2 separate regions of the Sus scrofa genome follow, and region 2 is linked to region 1. Evidence: chromatin contacts called from public HiChIP or PLAC-seq data. All regions are on one chromosome and are shown on one strand. Each heading gives the region's core, a stretch centred on a gene start, on an enhancer-like site or on the middle of the called end of the contact. The rest is flanking DNA. Distances are from core to core; before and after follow the strand shown. Region 1 overlaps DAAM1 (disheveled-associated activator of morphogenesis 1). Region 2 overlaps LOC102167425 (a long non-coding RNA gene).

The links. HiChIP or PLAC-seq counts read pairs in DNA pulled down with a chosen protein or histone mark.
Region 2: an H3K27ac HiChIP or PLAC-seq map of skeletal muscle shows a contact between it and region 1. The contact joins two enhancer-like sites. A contact is called at or near these places in 2 of 2 datasets of contacts at active chromatin or transcription factors (alveolar macrophages and skeletal muscle).

What each region holds. Positions count from the first base shown.
Region 1 is chr1:188,361,400-188,368,398 of Sscrofa11.1, reverse strand. All of the region lies in intron 1 of DAAM1 (disheveled-associated activator of morphogenesis 1), which reads right to left. Among named protein-coding and RNA genes, the nearest start is that of DAAM1, 30 kb to the right of the region's middle. Within about 2 kb of position 2,203, at least 32 of the 83 cell types and tissues checked have an H3K27ac peak or open chromatin away from gene starts, as enhancers often do. A contact at or near this core is called in skeletal muscle, where this site is marked.
Region 2 is chr1:188,512,177-188,519,232 of Sscrofa11.1, reverse strand. The region is part of intron 2 of LOC102167425 (a long non-coding RNA gene); the gene reads left to right. Among named protein-coding and RNA genes, the nearest start is that of GPR135, 67 kb to the left of the region's middle. Within about 2 kb of position 5,267, at least 16 of the 83 cell types and tissues checked have an H3K27ac peak or open chromatin away from gene starts, as enhancers often do. A contact at or near this core is called in skeletal muscle, where this site is marked.

The DNA.
Region 1 (6,999 bases), core at 954-3,453:
CATAATCCCTGAGGAGACCTGGCATGCTGTAAAAGCATCCAGGTCCCTGTTCCCTGTTGTCTCCCAGGACAAGCAAGAGCATTCTCAATTCTTGTTACAGCACTTCAAGAAGCAGCTCTGAATTCTCTTCTTCATGAAGGATCACTCCTTCTTTGTTCTTTTGTTATTTCACATCTGCTGATAAACAGCCACATATGGTTGGCCGCTACCTTACTGGACAGCATAGGACATGTTTTATTTAGAAGAATCCGCCCTCAGACTTCCCCCCATAACTCCAGTTATAAGCCACGCTGATGTAATCAGAAGCCCATCAAAGGTGAAAATGTCACAGAGAGATAAAAGGATGATGTTCTGTAGATAAGCTGTAATGCAGAGAAATCCACTCATGATCCTGAGGATGAAGGGAGCTGTATGAAGTGCTGTGGTGACTGACGCTTGATCAGCCTTACTGCCTCAGCCATCAGTCAAACACGCTCACAGGGGCTGGACCTGAGGCCTGGTATATCACACAGGCTGCTTCTCTGGGTCCACTATGGTGAGTAACAAAAAAAGGTGCATATACTGTTTGGAAAGAACCAGTTTTCCACCCTCTACCTGCATGAGAAGCAGCCTTTTTTAGACAGTTCTATTTCTCCCAAGACTAGGTCACACACAATGTCAAATGAACTAATGTGTATCAAAGATCGGTTTTAAAACTTTTTTAACTGCTGGAAACTCCTATTTGGGGGAGTTTGGGAAAGTATCATGAACTCTGAATCCAGTCAAAGCACTGGCTAGACCAAAAACAAGTCAAAAGAAATATGTAAGTATTGTATATATTTAGAATTCAATTATTTATAGCACCAATTGAAGTTATTAAGCTAGACACATTAATTACTGCAGAAATTACACAACGGGCTCTCCAATAGAAAAAATACATCAACTGTTATTCTAACAAAGTATTCTAATGCTTCATGGAAATGTGAAATTGACCCTTAAAATGGATGTACTTAAAATCTTTCTTTCCTAATCTATGACACTGGGGCTTAAAAGAACGGGTAGACAATTTCCACCAATGTAATAAATAGACAGCTGTCCAGGAGTTCCCGTTTTGGCTCAGTGTTAATGAACCCGACTAATAGCCATGAGGACATGGGCCCCACTCAGTGGGTTAAGGATCCAGCATTGTTGTGCGCAGTGGTATAGGTCACAGACACAGCTCAGATCCTGAGTTGCCATGTCTGTGGCTTAGGCCAGCAGCTGCAGCTCCAATTTAACCCCTAGCCTGGGAACTTCCATATACCCCATATGTGGCCCTAAAAAAAAAAAAAAAAAAAAAAAAAAGACAGCTGTCCAAAATCCACACTCCACCCCCCCCCCAACTGCCACATATAGGTACATACCTACAACCTCATTTTCAAGGAAGCAAGTTCTTGATTTGACAGAGATAATATAAGACATTGAAGTAACGTGCCTGAGGTGGGTAGTGTTTAATGAGGGGAAAAGAACCTGACTTCCTTTCCTGATTTGAGCAAGGCATTTCAGGGGGGGGACTCTGGGAAGTCAAAGGAAGATGACTAGCCAGTGCTTAAGGAGGAGACGGCCAGCTAAACCAGGCCTGGAGAGGCCCCAGGGACCAACACCAGCTTCTAGACACTACCTGGATGTAGGGAGCCCTACCCACAAGGAGAGTAACAGAGGCTCATGCTGAGTGTGTTAATGAAAATCTGGAGGGAATCTACCCTTGCAACCATGATTCATAATGTTCTTTTCTGTGAGAAAATAAATGGGGGTGGAGGGGTGGTTAACAGCCATTATTTGCCACAGCCTGGGGCTCCTCTCTGGTTTCCTATTTCAGTTACCTGAATCAAAAAATATATACCCTTTTCTGGGAAAAGAAAAAAATAGGGGGAACGTGAGAAAGGTGGACATAGGTTTCAGCAGGCAAAAAAATCTGGTTGCCAATGTATGACCAAAAGTAACCACTGCCAGAAGACAGTGAGCGTTGTCAGTTCTGTGTACCAGAACTAGTAAGTGACCTTTCTTGGTGTTCCCTTCTCTGACTATTCCCTGATCCGGCTACACAGGGCAAAGGAGCTGGTATCTTGTCTTTGGCTGGTCTCCTGGGCCATGTCCAAGACCTCCGGACTTGCCTGCTCACTGCCATGGTGGATTACGAAAGGCCTTATTATCCTGAGCTCAGACAGAGCAAACACAAACACCCCCGCCTGGGGCAGGCCTATAACAAACCTGAGAAGCTGCAGTCTGCAGAAAGCATGGTCTGGGGCAGGCCTGCCAACGGCCCGAGCCAGCTGACCAGCATCCAGTCATCACTTCTTTTCCAAATACCAACTGAACAAACCTTGATTCAGCTCTTGTGTTACACTCTGGTGGAGAACAGCACAGAGGAAGCACCAAGAGAATGATTTTAGAGAAACTATTCTGGGCATGGACCAAGTACATCTTCCTGTGGAACTGTTAGTAACTCAGGGGTCCTTTGTGTTTGCTTGAACCTTCCAAGCCTAGCTGCAAAAAAGACATACTTCTTTTTTCTCCTCAGGGAGAATAAAAGTAGGAAAGTAAAATTACTGGTAATGTCATATCCAGTCAAACAGGAAGGTTTGTAGGCTCTAGGCTGAAAGGTTTCCAAAGCTACACTCAGCCAATCTGAAAATAATTTATTTGATTTTCATTTGTTTCATTTCCTCCAAAGTTACCATTCAGCTTCCGACTCCCCCACCCACCAAGACAAGAGGAAACATTCAGTAAACACAACAAAAAAAGTGTTTAAGAAACATTTGAACTGTGGAAAACTGGAAACTTCGTTCGCTGCTGGGGGGAATATAAAATGGTACAGCCACTTTGGAAAACATTTTGGCAGTTTCTCAAAGTGTTAAACATAAGAGTCTCCATATGACCTGGCAATTCACACTTTCAGGTATTTACCCAAGAGAACTGAAAACATATGTTCACAGAAAAACTTGTACATGAACGCTGACAGGAGCACTGTTCATAATAACCACAGAATGCAAACAACCTAAACATCCATAAATAAACAAAATGTGGTGTATCCACTAAATGGAGTATTATTTGGCAATAAAAAAGGATTAAGTACTGATACATGCTATGACATGGATGAAGCCTTGAAACCATTATACTAAATGAAAGAAGCCAGTCACACAAGATTATACATTTTATGACCTCATTTATATTAAAAGTCCTGAAGAGGCCAATCCATATAGACAGAAAGCAGATTAATAGTTGCCCAAGATGGAGATGGGAAAGGGGGTTGGATAGGGTACAGAGATTACAGCCAATGCCTATGCAGTTACTCTTTGGAGAGCTGAAAATGCTTTCGAATTAGATTGTGGTGATGGTTACACAAGGCTATGGATAAACAATGAATTGTAAAAAAAAAAAAAAAAAAAAAATTAACTGTACTCTAAAACAAGTGATTATATAGGTGAAATGCCTCTCAGTAAAGCTGAGGGGAGAAGGAAGGGAGGAAGGAAGGTGGGAACGAAAGATATCAGAACTGAAGTGTCTCACCTGGAATGGTAATTCTTCTCAGGGTATTTTTCTTTTAACTTTTTAACTCGCTATGATCTTATCAGTCAGAGGGAAGGAGGGAGGGAGGGAGGGAAAGAAAGAAGGAAGGAAGGAAGGAAGGAAGGAAAGAAGGAAGGAAAGAAGGAAGGGAAAGAAGTAGAGGAAGAGGAACAGAAAAGTTCCCTGCTTCCCCCAGTGATAATATCTTACCTAACTATAATACACTGTCAAAAGCAGGAAATTGATATTGACACATTACAGTTAACTAGGCTACAGAACTTAGATTTCTAGGCATGCCTTTTAAAAACAGCTGCTGGATAAAAATCCTTGAGGTTACATCCCTACTCTTTTTGCCCGAAACAGCAGTCACTTTGGTTCTGATTATAGCAAGCTAGTCAATAATTCCAGCAACAGAGATATGAGTGGTGGCCGTGTTAACAACCCCCAGTCCCCAATTTGCTTGAGAGGAAAATGAAGTTATCATTAGTGAACAATTCCCACCAAAGCACATCATTCACTTTGTAGATACTTTGAAGGTCCTTCAAGTTTAAGATGGTTCCTCACCAAGCTCCTCCCCTGAAGGGAAGCTGGTGAGCCCCTGGCGTGCTGGTGATGAGCTATGATAACTAAAGCTCTACTAAGTCTTTCCTTAGGTGGTCAAGAGTTTGCATTTAACCATCCTAACTTATTCTGGAAAAAAAACAGACTTGTTAAAGGACTCATATGAGACAGAAATAGCTTCTGTTAAAGACAGGAGATAGTTTCCAACAAAATACTCTCTTATTTATTTAATTCTTTTCTTTCTTTTATTTCCTAACTCTGGGCACTTCTGCTTTCAGTAAAAAAGTGAGCGGGGTCCAGAGAAAGTCATTTCAGTTTCTTAGCATCAGGTCTAGTAAAACAGTCGAGAAAGGAGGAGGTTGAAACTGTTGACTGAACTGAAATGGTCAGCTTTTCACTTCAGAAAAACATCTCTGCTCGGGAGATGACCTTCCCGAGGTGGGCGAGGAAGCAAGCAGTCTGTCGGGGTGATGAGGGAGGGAGAGACCATCTAGGAATAATCTGAACAGGAACACTGAACAGCCCACACCCAGGTATGAAGCTAAGAGCTACACAACTCCCTTTGCCAACTGTCACCAATTTGTTCCAGTTATTCTGGAATCACCTACAGCCCCAAATGTGTAAGGTAAACTAAGGTAAACAAGTCGCCAAAACCACAGTGAGCCTTAGAAGGACATTTAGCTTTAAGCTAACATCCCAGGCAAAAAAAAAAAAAAAAAAAAAAGTAGCCCAGACCAGGTGTGTTAAATATCATATCTGGCTGATGTCTTTTGTTTTTTTTTGTTGTTGTTGTTGTTTTTGTTTTTTGTTTTTTTAGGGCCACACCTGTGGCATATGGAAGTTCCCAGGCTAGGGGCTGAATCAAAGCTACAGCTGCTAGCCTACTACACAGCCACAGCAACTCAGGATCCAAGCCATGTCTGCAGTCTACACCACAGCTCACAGCAATGCCAGCTCCTTAACCCACTGACAGAGGCCAGGCATCGACCTCATGTATCCTCATGGATACCAGTCAGATTTGTTTCTGCTATGCCACAACAGGAATTCCTTGGCTATTATTTTGATGGCATGCTTATTTAAAAATGACAGATGACCAATGCAGAGAAAGGAGTCTTGCCTGAGGTTGTCCTCTGACAGCAAAATCTAGGAAAGACCAGAGACTCTGCTAAGATACTGGTTAAAATCAGGACAAAGTAAATCATGCCACAAACACAGCATGGAGACGAGGCACAGGGAAAAAGAGAAACTGTCTTCTGTCCATAGCACCACTCATTACTGTGTTAAAATAAAATTAAATTTAAAATAATATGAAGTTTAAAATAAAATTAAGTTTAAAAACAAAAAATCCTTCCACCCATCCCAAAGCGTGAAAGAAGCCCACACCCAAACCTTTACAAATATGCACACTACATAACCTTTTATTCAAGGGTGGAAACAGATTTGAGTTCCCTGGTATTACAATGTAAATAATTTTTCTTTCCATGTAAGTATGTACTGCACTCAGAGCTGGCCATGGTGTCAGCAATACATCCTCCACTGTCCTATGAATAGCAGCTTGGGTAAGGGGATGGAGCATGGCCTACAAGTTGGACCACGGTGGTCCTTATCCTGGCTCCAGTGTAAGAGGGTAACCCCAAACAATGGGCAAAATGTGTAGGTAGGATTGCTGATGGTTTTCAAATTTTTTTTACAGCTGTGAATTTGTCTAAATGAAATCCCAAGGACAATCCCAATATATATAAGAAGAGTCTGAAGAAAGCAGACCAGATAGAGCTGGAAGGGGTGTGGAGCAAGGGGAGCTCTCCTGGTGCATTTCCTGGAATCAGGACTTCACAGCACATGGAATGGAAACCAATGAGATCTCTTAAGAGAAAAATTCTATCCTACTTTAAAAACCTAAACTAAAACCAAGCAAAAAAAAGATGAAGTAATACAGAGTAATGGTTTCTAATGCCTAACTCTAGGTAAGTGAGGATGAGGGGTGCGGGGGTGGGGAGGAAGTATTACAGGGTGTCTTTCATTCGTAAGCATGTAAATGTTTCATACAGTTTTGTGTGCCCACTTTTCCAAATGAACTGTGACTAATAAAACTGAAGTTCATTGCAAGTGTTACTGAATTCATGTTCATGTGGGAATCTATATCTATATATATCTATATATATATACTTTTTTTTTTTTTTTGTCTTTTTGTCTTTTAAGGCCACACCCGCAGCATATGGAGGTTCCTAGGCTATGGGTCAAATTGGGAGCTATAGCTGCTGGCTGACGCCACAGCCACAGCAAGGCTAGATCCAGGATCCGAGCCACATCTGCAACCTACACCACAGCTCACGGCAACACCAGATCCTTAACCCACTGAGTGAGTCCAGGGATCAAACCCACAACCTCATGGATGCTAGTCGGACTCATTTCCACTGCGCCACAAAGGGAACTCCCTATAATTTTTTTTTTTTAATCTAAAAAGGAATCATCACATTGGGAAACACTGCTAAAAAGTAAGCAACTTGAATTAAACAAAATAATAACTTAAAAAAAAACTTACAGTGGCCTTTTTTATTTTAAAGATTCTACTTTACAATGTCAAACTAGTTAGATTTCCTTGTCTGTTTACTGTACTTTGAGATAGATTCTGAGCCGTGTCCAAGCTGGGTAGGAAAGATTAAGTTCTAGATAAACACTGTTTGCCATGACTGTGGAGGGGTAGGAAGTGGGGGAAGGGACATGTGTATCTGACATCCAGGGCTGTGTCAGATAATCATCTAGGATGGGACGGCAGTGGCAACTTGAGTTCTAACTCTGATTCTGTCATTACACTAAATTACTAGGCAAATTACTCATTCCAGGTTTCAATTTTGCCATATCTAAAAGGAGACATCCTGACTTCTAACTCAGAACACTCAGCGTCAACTC
Region 2 (7,056 bases), core at 4,018-6,517, 150 kb before region 1:
ATAATTGTTATTTATTGAGATGCTCCTATGTTGGGTGCATGTGTAATTATAATTGTTATATCTTCTTGTATTGATCCCTTGATCATTGTGTAGTGTATTTTGTCTCTTGTGACAGTCTTTAAAGTTTTTATTAAATTATAATTGATTTACAATGTTCCTTCAATTTCTTCTGTACAGCAAAGTGATCCAGCCACACATACACAGTCATTTTTTTTTTCTATTTTCCATCAGGTTCTTACCCAAGAGACTGGATACAGTTCCTGTGCTGCAGAGCAGGACCCCATCACCCATCCATTCCAGATGTAACAGTCTGCATCCACCAACCCCAAGCTTCCTGACAGTCTCCCTCTTCCCCCTCCTTCCTGACAAACAGAAGTCTGCCCATCATGTCCATGATCTTTTTCTGTTTTGTAGATAGGTTCATTTGTGCCATATTTTAGATTCTGCATATAAGTTATATCATATGGTGTTTTTCTTTCTCTTTCTGACTTACTTCACTTAGTATGAGAGTCTCTAGTGCCATACATGTTGCTGCATTTTGTCCTTTTTAATGACTAAATAGTATTCCATTGTGTATATGTACCACATCTTCTTAATCCGTTCATCTGTCAATGGACATTTAGAGTGTTTCCATGTCTTGGCTATTTTGAACAGCACTGTGATGAACATATGGGTCCATGTATCTTTTTCGATAAAAGTTTTGTCTGGATATATGCCCAGGTGTGGGATTGCTGGATCATGTGGTTGTACTATATTTAGTTTTCTGAGATACTTCCATGTTGTTTTATGTAATGATTGTACCAATTTACATTCCCACCAACAATGAAGGAGGGTACCCTTTTCTCCACACCCTCTCCAACATTTGTTATTTATAGACTTACTAATGATGGCCCTTCTGTCTGGTGTGAGGTGGTACCTCATTGTAGTTTTGATTTGAATTTCTCTAATAATTACTGATGTTGAGCATTTTTTCGTGTGTCTCTTGGCCATCCATGTGTCTTCTTCAGAGAAATGTCTGTTTAGGTCTTCTGCCTATTTTTCAGTTGGGTTATTTGATTTTTGCTGTTGAGTTGTATGAGTTGTTTAAATATTTTCAAGGTTAGGCCTGTTGCATCATTTGCAAAGTTTTCTCCCATTCTGTGGATTGTCTTTTCATTTGTTTAATGGCTTCCTTTGCTGTGCAAAAGTTTTTTAGGTTTAATTAGTTTAATGGGTTCTTGTGACAGTCTTTAAAGTCTATTTTGTCTGATGTGAGTATTGCTGCTCCACCTTTCTTTTGTTTTCCATTTGCATGGAATACCTATTTCCATCCACTCACTTACAGTCTTTATTTGTCCCTAGATCTGATTGTATGTTATTTGTTGATTTTTTTCTAGTTGCTTTTAATATTTTCTCTAGTAGACCACATATATATGCTTCTGTTTTTGTATCCGTTCATTCAATCTAGGTCTTTTGGTTTGGAGTATTTAAACCATTTAAATTTAACATGATTATCAATTTGCATGTTCTTATTGTTATCTTATGAATTGTTTTGTATTTTTTTTGTAGGTCTTCATTCTTCCTTTCTTCTTTTGCTCTCTTCTCTTGTGATTTGTTGACTACCTTTAGTGTTGTATTTGATTGCTTTCTCTTTTTGTGTATCTATTGAGATTTTTGGTTTGTGGTTACCATAAAGTTTTGATATAGCAGTTTTTGTTTTGTTTTGTTTTGTTTGCTTTTTAGGGCCATGCCCATGGCATATGGAGGTTCCCAAGCTAGGGGTCCAATTGGAGCTACAGCTGCCAGCCTATGCCACAGCAACATCAGATTGGAGCTGTGTCTGCAACCTACACTACAGCTCACGGAAACACAAGATCCTTACCCACTGAGAAAGGCCAGGGATCAAACCCTCAATCTCAATGTTCCTAGTTGGATTCATTTCTGATGTGACATGACAGGAACCCCATCAATTTCTAGTTTGGATACCATATTTGTGTGTAGATGATTTTCTACCTTTACTCTATTTTTGCCTTTACTGGTGAGTATTCCCATTTGTAATTTTCTTGTTTCTGGTCATGACCTTTTCTTTTACACATAGAGAAATTCCTTTTAGCATTTGTTGTAAAGCTGGTTTGATAGTGTTGAATTCTCTTAGCTTTTTCTTGTCTGTGAAGTTTTGATTTCTCCATCAAATCTGAAGCCTTGCTGGGTAGTGTATTTTTGTCTGTGAAGTTTTGAGTTCTCCATAAAATGAGAGCCTTGCTGGATAGTGTATTTTGGGTTGTAGTTTTTTCCTCTTTCATCACTTTAAGTATATTGTGCCACTCTTTTCTGACCTGCAGAGTTTCTTCTGAAAAATCAGCTGATAACCTTATATGATTTCTCTTATATGTTATTTGTTGATATTCTCTAGTTGCTTTTAAAATTTTCTCTTTGTCTTTAATTTTTGTCAGTTTGATCAGTATGTGTCCTGGAATGTTCCTCCTTGGGTTTATTCAGCATGGGACTCTCTGAGATTCCTGGGCTTGAATGAATGTTTCATTTACCATGTTAGGGAAATTTTAGGCTGTTATCACATCAAATATTTTCTCCAGCCCTTTCTCTCTTCTCCTTCTGGAACCCCTATAATGCAAATGTTGGTACATTTATTGTTGTCCCAGTGGTCTTTAGACAGTCATAATTTCTTTTCATTCTTTTTTCTTTATTCTGTTCCACAGAAGTGATTTCCACCAATCTCATTTCCAGCTCACTTTTTTCTTCTGCCTTAACTTTTCTGCTGTTGATTCCTTCTAGTGTATTTTTTTCTTTCAGTTATTGTATTGTTCATCTGTGTTCTTTAAATCTTCTAGGTCTTTGTTAAACATTTCTTGTGTCTTCTCAGTCTGTGCCTCATTTTTTAAAAATTCATTTTTATTAAAGTATAGCTGATTTAAAGTGTTGTGCCAATTTCTGCTATACAGCAGAGTGACCCAGTCATACATAGAGATACATTCCCTTTCTTATATTATCTTCCATCATGATCTATCCCAAGAGACTGGATTTATTTCCCTGCACTATAAAGCAGGGCCTCTTTGCTTTTCCATTATAAATGTAATAGTTTATCTACTAACTCCAAATTCCCAGTCCACCCTACTCCTTCCCCACTTCCCCTTGGCAACCATGAGCCTGTTCTCTGTCTGTGAATCTGTTTCTGTTTTGTAGATAGGTTCATTTGTGCCATATTTTAGATTCTACATATATGTGATATGGTATTTATCTTTCTATGCTTCATTTAGTCTTATAATCTCTAGTTGCATCCATGGTGCTGAAAATGGCATTATTTTGTTCTTTCTATGGCTGAGTAGTATTCCATTGTATATGTGTACCACATCTTCTGAATCCATTCATCTGTCAATGGACCTTCGGGAATGCTCACCCTGATGAATATTCCCTGGGGCTTCTGCAACTAGTGTTATTGCCCCCATAGTGAACCACAGCCAACTCCTGCCTCCCCAGGAGACCCTCCAAGACCCACATGTAGGTCTTTCCCAGGATCCTGTAGAGTCACTGCTTTGCCCTGGGTCCCAGTATGTGTGAAATCTTGTTTGCGTCATCCAAAAGTGGAGGTCTCTGTTTCCCCCAGTCCTCAGGCCCCACTGGCCTTCAAAGCCAAATGCTCTGGGGACTCCTCCCAATGCCAAATCCCCAGGCTTGGGAGCCTGAAGTGGGGCACAGCACTCTCACTCCTGTGGGAGAACCTCTGTGATACAATTATCTTCCAGTTTGTGAGTCACCCACCTGGTGGACATGGGATTTGATTATAAAAGGAATGTGTAGTTCCCACCATCTCACTGTAGTTTCTTCTTTGTCTTTGGATGTAAAATATCTTTTTTTTTTGTTAATTTCCAGTCTTTTTTGTTGATGATTGTTCAGCAGTTAGTTGTGATTTTTGGTTTTTGTGAGAGAAGGTGAGCTCGAGTCCTTCTACTCTACCATCTTGTCTCCAATCCTGTGGGAAGATAGATTGCTGGCTCATTATGAAAGATATATCTCAGAACAGCCCAATGGAAGAGATGCAAAGGGAAGGTATGGAGTAAATTCTTAGAGCTTCTGTGCCTTTTCCTGTCTGCCATACTCCCCAAATTTCCATGTGTTCCTAGTTCTGGACTTCTGATGGTATCTCTGATGGGATGGATGGTCATTCAGTCTGAGATGTTAGTGCCTCTAAGAATGGGTAGATTTCATTTGTAATGAGACATTCTGTCCAACTGCTGTTAGTTAAAGGAGTTTGGAGGTTCTCTACAGGTTTGAAAAAGTGGAATCAGTGTTTTGGTGACTTTGACCCATTGTTTGCAGCCCTACCTTCTGGTGAAATATATTATAAATTTTCTCTCTGCACATATTCGAGGCCAACTGTCATACCTCCTTCATAATTTGTTTTGTGAGCCAAAAGTTTGTCAGTGGATTCTTCTGAGCCAGTTTTTAAACTGCCTTATGGGATGCATTTTCATGGCATTTAAAATGCATTGTCTGGGAGAACACAGCACTCCAGCTGTGGCCACTCCTGTGAAGAGAGCAGTGGGCCCATCCAGTGGGTTTGATTTTTTTTTTCCTTCCTCCTTTTCCAACCTCTTTCTGCCTTGCCATAACTTGTACAGAGAAAATCCATGCCAATGGAATACATAGATTTTATGACTAAATGAACACATGTGGTTTTGGTACATCCTTGATAGGATTCTGAAAATCTGTGTTATTGTAGTTGCTTGGTAAAAAAGGGAAAACCCTGGAATGAACCCCTTTACATTTCTTCTCTAAGCAGTTGCACAACTGTTCAATAGTGGAATCAGGGCAGACTTTAATTCTAGTTAGTAAGTTGGCTGAAGTGAGGTCCTAGCACCCAGGGACCAGGACCTCAGAGGCAGGACCATGGCATCCCGTGATGAGAAATTTTAGAGCTGCTCTGCTTTTCCCAAAAAGAGAAGTGAAGGCATTGAGGAAGCTCTCGGCAGTGCCAGCTCATGTAGGCTGGCCACAGCCAATTCTGGAACTCTGACTGATCAGGTTCTAGTGTGTCACTTAGAAACTGGGGCAAGGACACTTGTGAGCAGTCTTCTGTGGGGAGTACTTTAATGTTTTAATTTTAACTGCGGGTCATTCCAGGAGTGATCATGGTCACCTGCACCAAATGCTAGTGAAGGAAAGTCCATGCCACTTGCCCTCAAACCATCCTTTCTCCAGAGCATGTGGTGAGGTGCCCTTCCCCACTGCCTTAATCCTTTGTCAGCAACTCAGTGACAGAGGGCCAGCATGACCCGTCCTAGTTGTTCCTCCAGCAGACTTGGAAGGCCAAGCTCTTGTATGAACTCACCAGCCATAAAAATGTCAGGTCACTCAACAGCTGCTACATTTCAGGGTCGAATCACTCACATTCAAGGCAGTAGGAGAAGACTGTTTTCTGTAATAGGCTTTTAAAGAGAATTCCAAATAATGTGGCCTTTATGATGGAGGAGTAACTAACAAAACTGGTTTGGGGGAAGGAAGAAAGGGAGAGAGGGGAGGGGCAGGCTCTTCCCGGGAGCCTGATGACAATCACCTTGCAGAAACTATCTTAATCTGCAAATCCTAAAGTTTATGAGCTGGGTAGACTAATAAGCATGACTAGCTCACTAGTGACCAGCCCTTCCTTTTATTTCTGCACCACACCCCCCAACCCTGCCCCAGCTTCTGAAGTGAAGAGCTGAGAAATAAGGTCCTATTGGTCTAAGAGTTAACCCTGAGCTTTTAGAGACTGGGCTGAAGTCTCAAAGTGTTTTTGGTGATACACCCAGATGTGAATAGACTGGGGCAGTCAGAGGGCCCCATAAGTTATCAAAGGGAGTTTAGCTGAGGGGTGTGTGTGCAGAGGAAGAGGGCAACATTGCATGGTTTGGTAGGGAAGTGTCTGGCCAGCAACTGGTAGGGATACCTCCTTCTCTTCCTGTCCTGTCTTCCCGAGTCATCACTCAGCATTGCAGTCACCTCCTTTCTCCAGGCACCCCTCCCACCCCAGGAGCGTCAGAGTGTCCCTGAAATCTCACTAGTCAGGACTGCTTCTCTAACACTAGAGGCGGGGGTGGGAAGATGGGGGCGAGAACATTAAGGGGATTGTAGAGTACTTTGCCACAGAAATGTCCTCACATGACCATAATGGGTGTAAATGAAATGGGAGAAGGTACTAAAGATCAGTACAGAGCTACTGCCTTTCTTCCTCCACCCAGTGAAATAAACCACAGGCAAAGAAGCAGAGAAAACACATGCTTTATTTAAATGACATGGGAAAATTATACTTTGGAACCTTTCTTTCTTTCCCATGAAAAGCAAAAACACATCAAGATTTGATTAAAATAATGATCTCCATTGTCAAAACCCCCTAGTGTGCAATCCTGTGTTCATGTTGTTTGTTTGTTACCGTGGAAACACACAGTTGATTGCTATGGACAAAAGCATGTGAGGAAAGAGGCCAAAGGTTAGATCTGATATTTTCTGGACAAGACAAATGAAAAGCAACTGACTGGTCTTTGCTATGGAAAATATGAAAATCCTTATAAACTTCCTTCCCTCCAGGGGTTCCAAGCTTTCTCCAAGATAAAGATTTTATAGATTTTTTTTTTTTTTTTTTTTGTCTTTCTGCCATTTCTAGGGCCGCTCCCACGGCATATGGAGGTTCCCAGGCTAGGGGTTGAATCGGAGCTGTAGCCTCTGGCCTACGCCAGAGCCACATCAACGCGGGATCCAAGCCGCGTCTGCAACCTACACCACAGCTCACGGCAACACTGGATCATTAACCCACTGAGCAAGGGCAGGGACTGAACCCACAACCTCATGGTTCCTAGTTGGATTCGTTAACCACTGCGCCATGACGGGAACTCCCAAGATTTTATAGATTTTAAGCCATCTCTTAATTATGGACTCAAAACATTTTTAGACTTCAGTAGAGTTCCTGTTAATAGAGGGAATAGAGATATAAGCCAATACACAGACTATAAATCTCAATGTAGTGATAGAAGAACCCTAACTTGAAATCCAGTTGTTCTCCAAGCCAGTGCTTATGGAACTAAA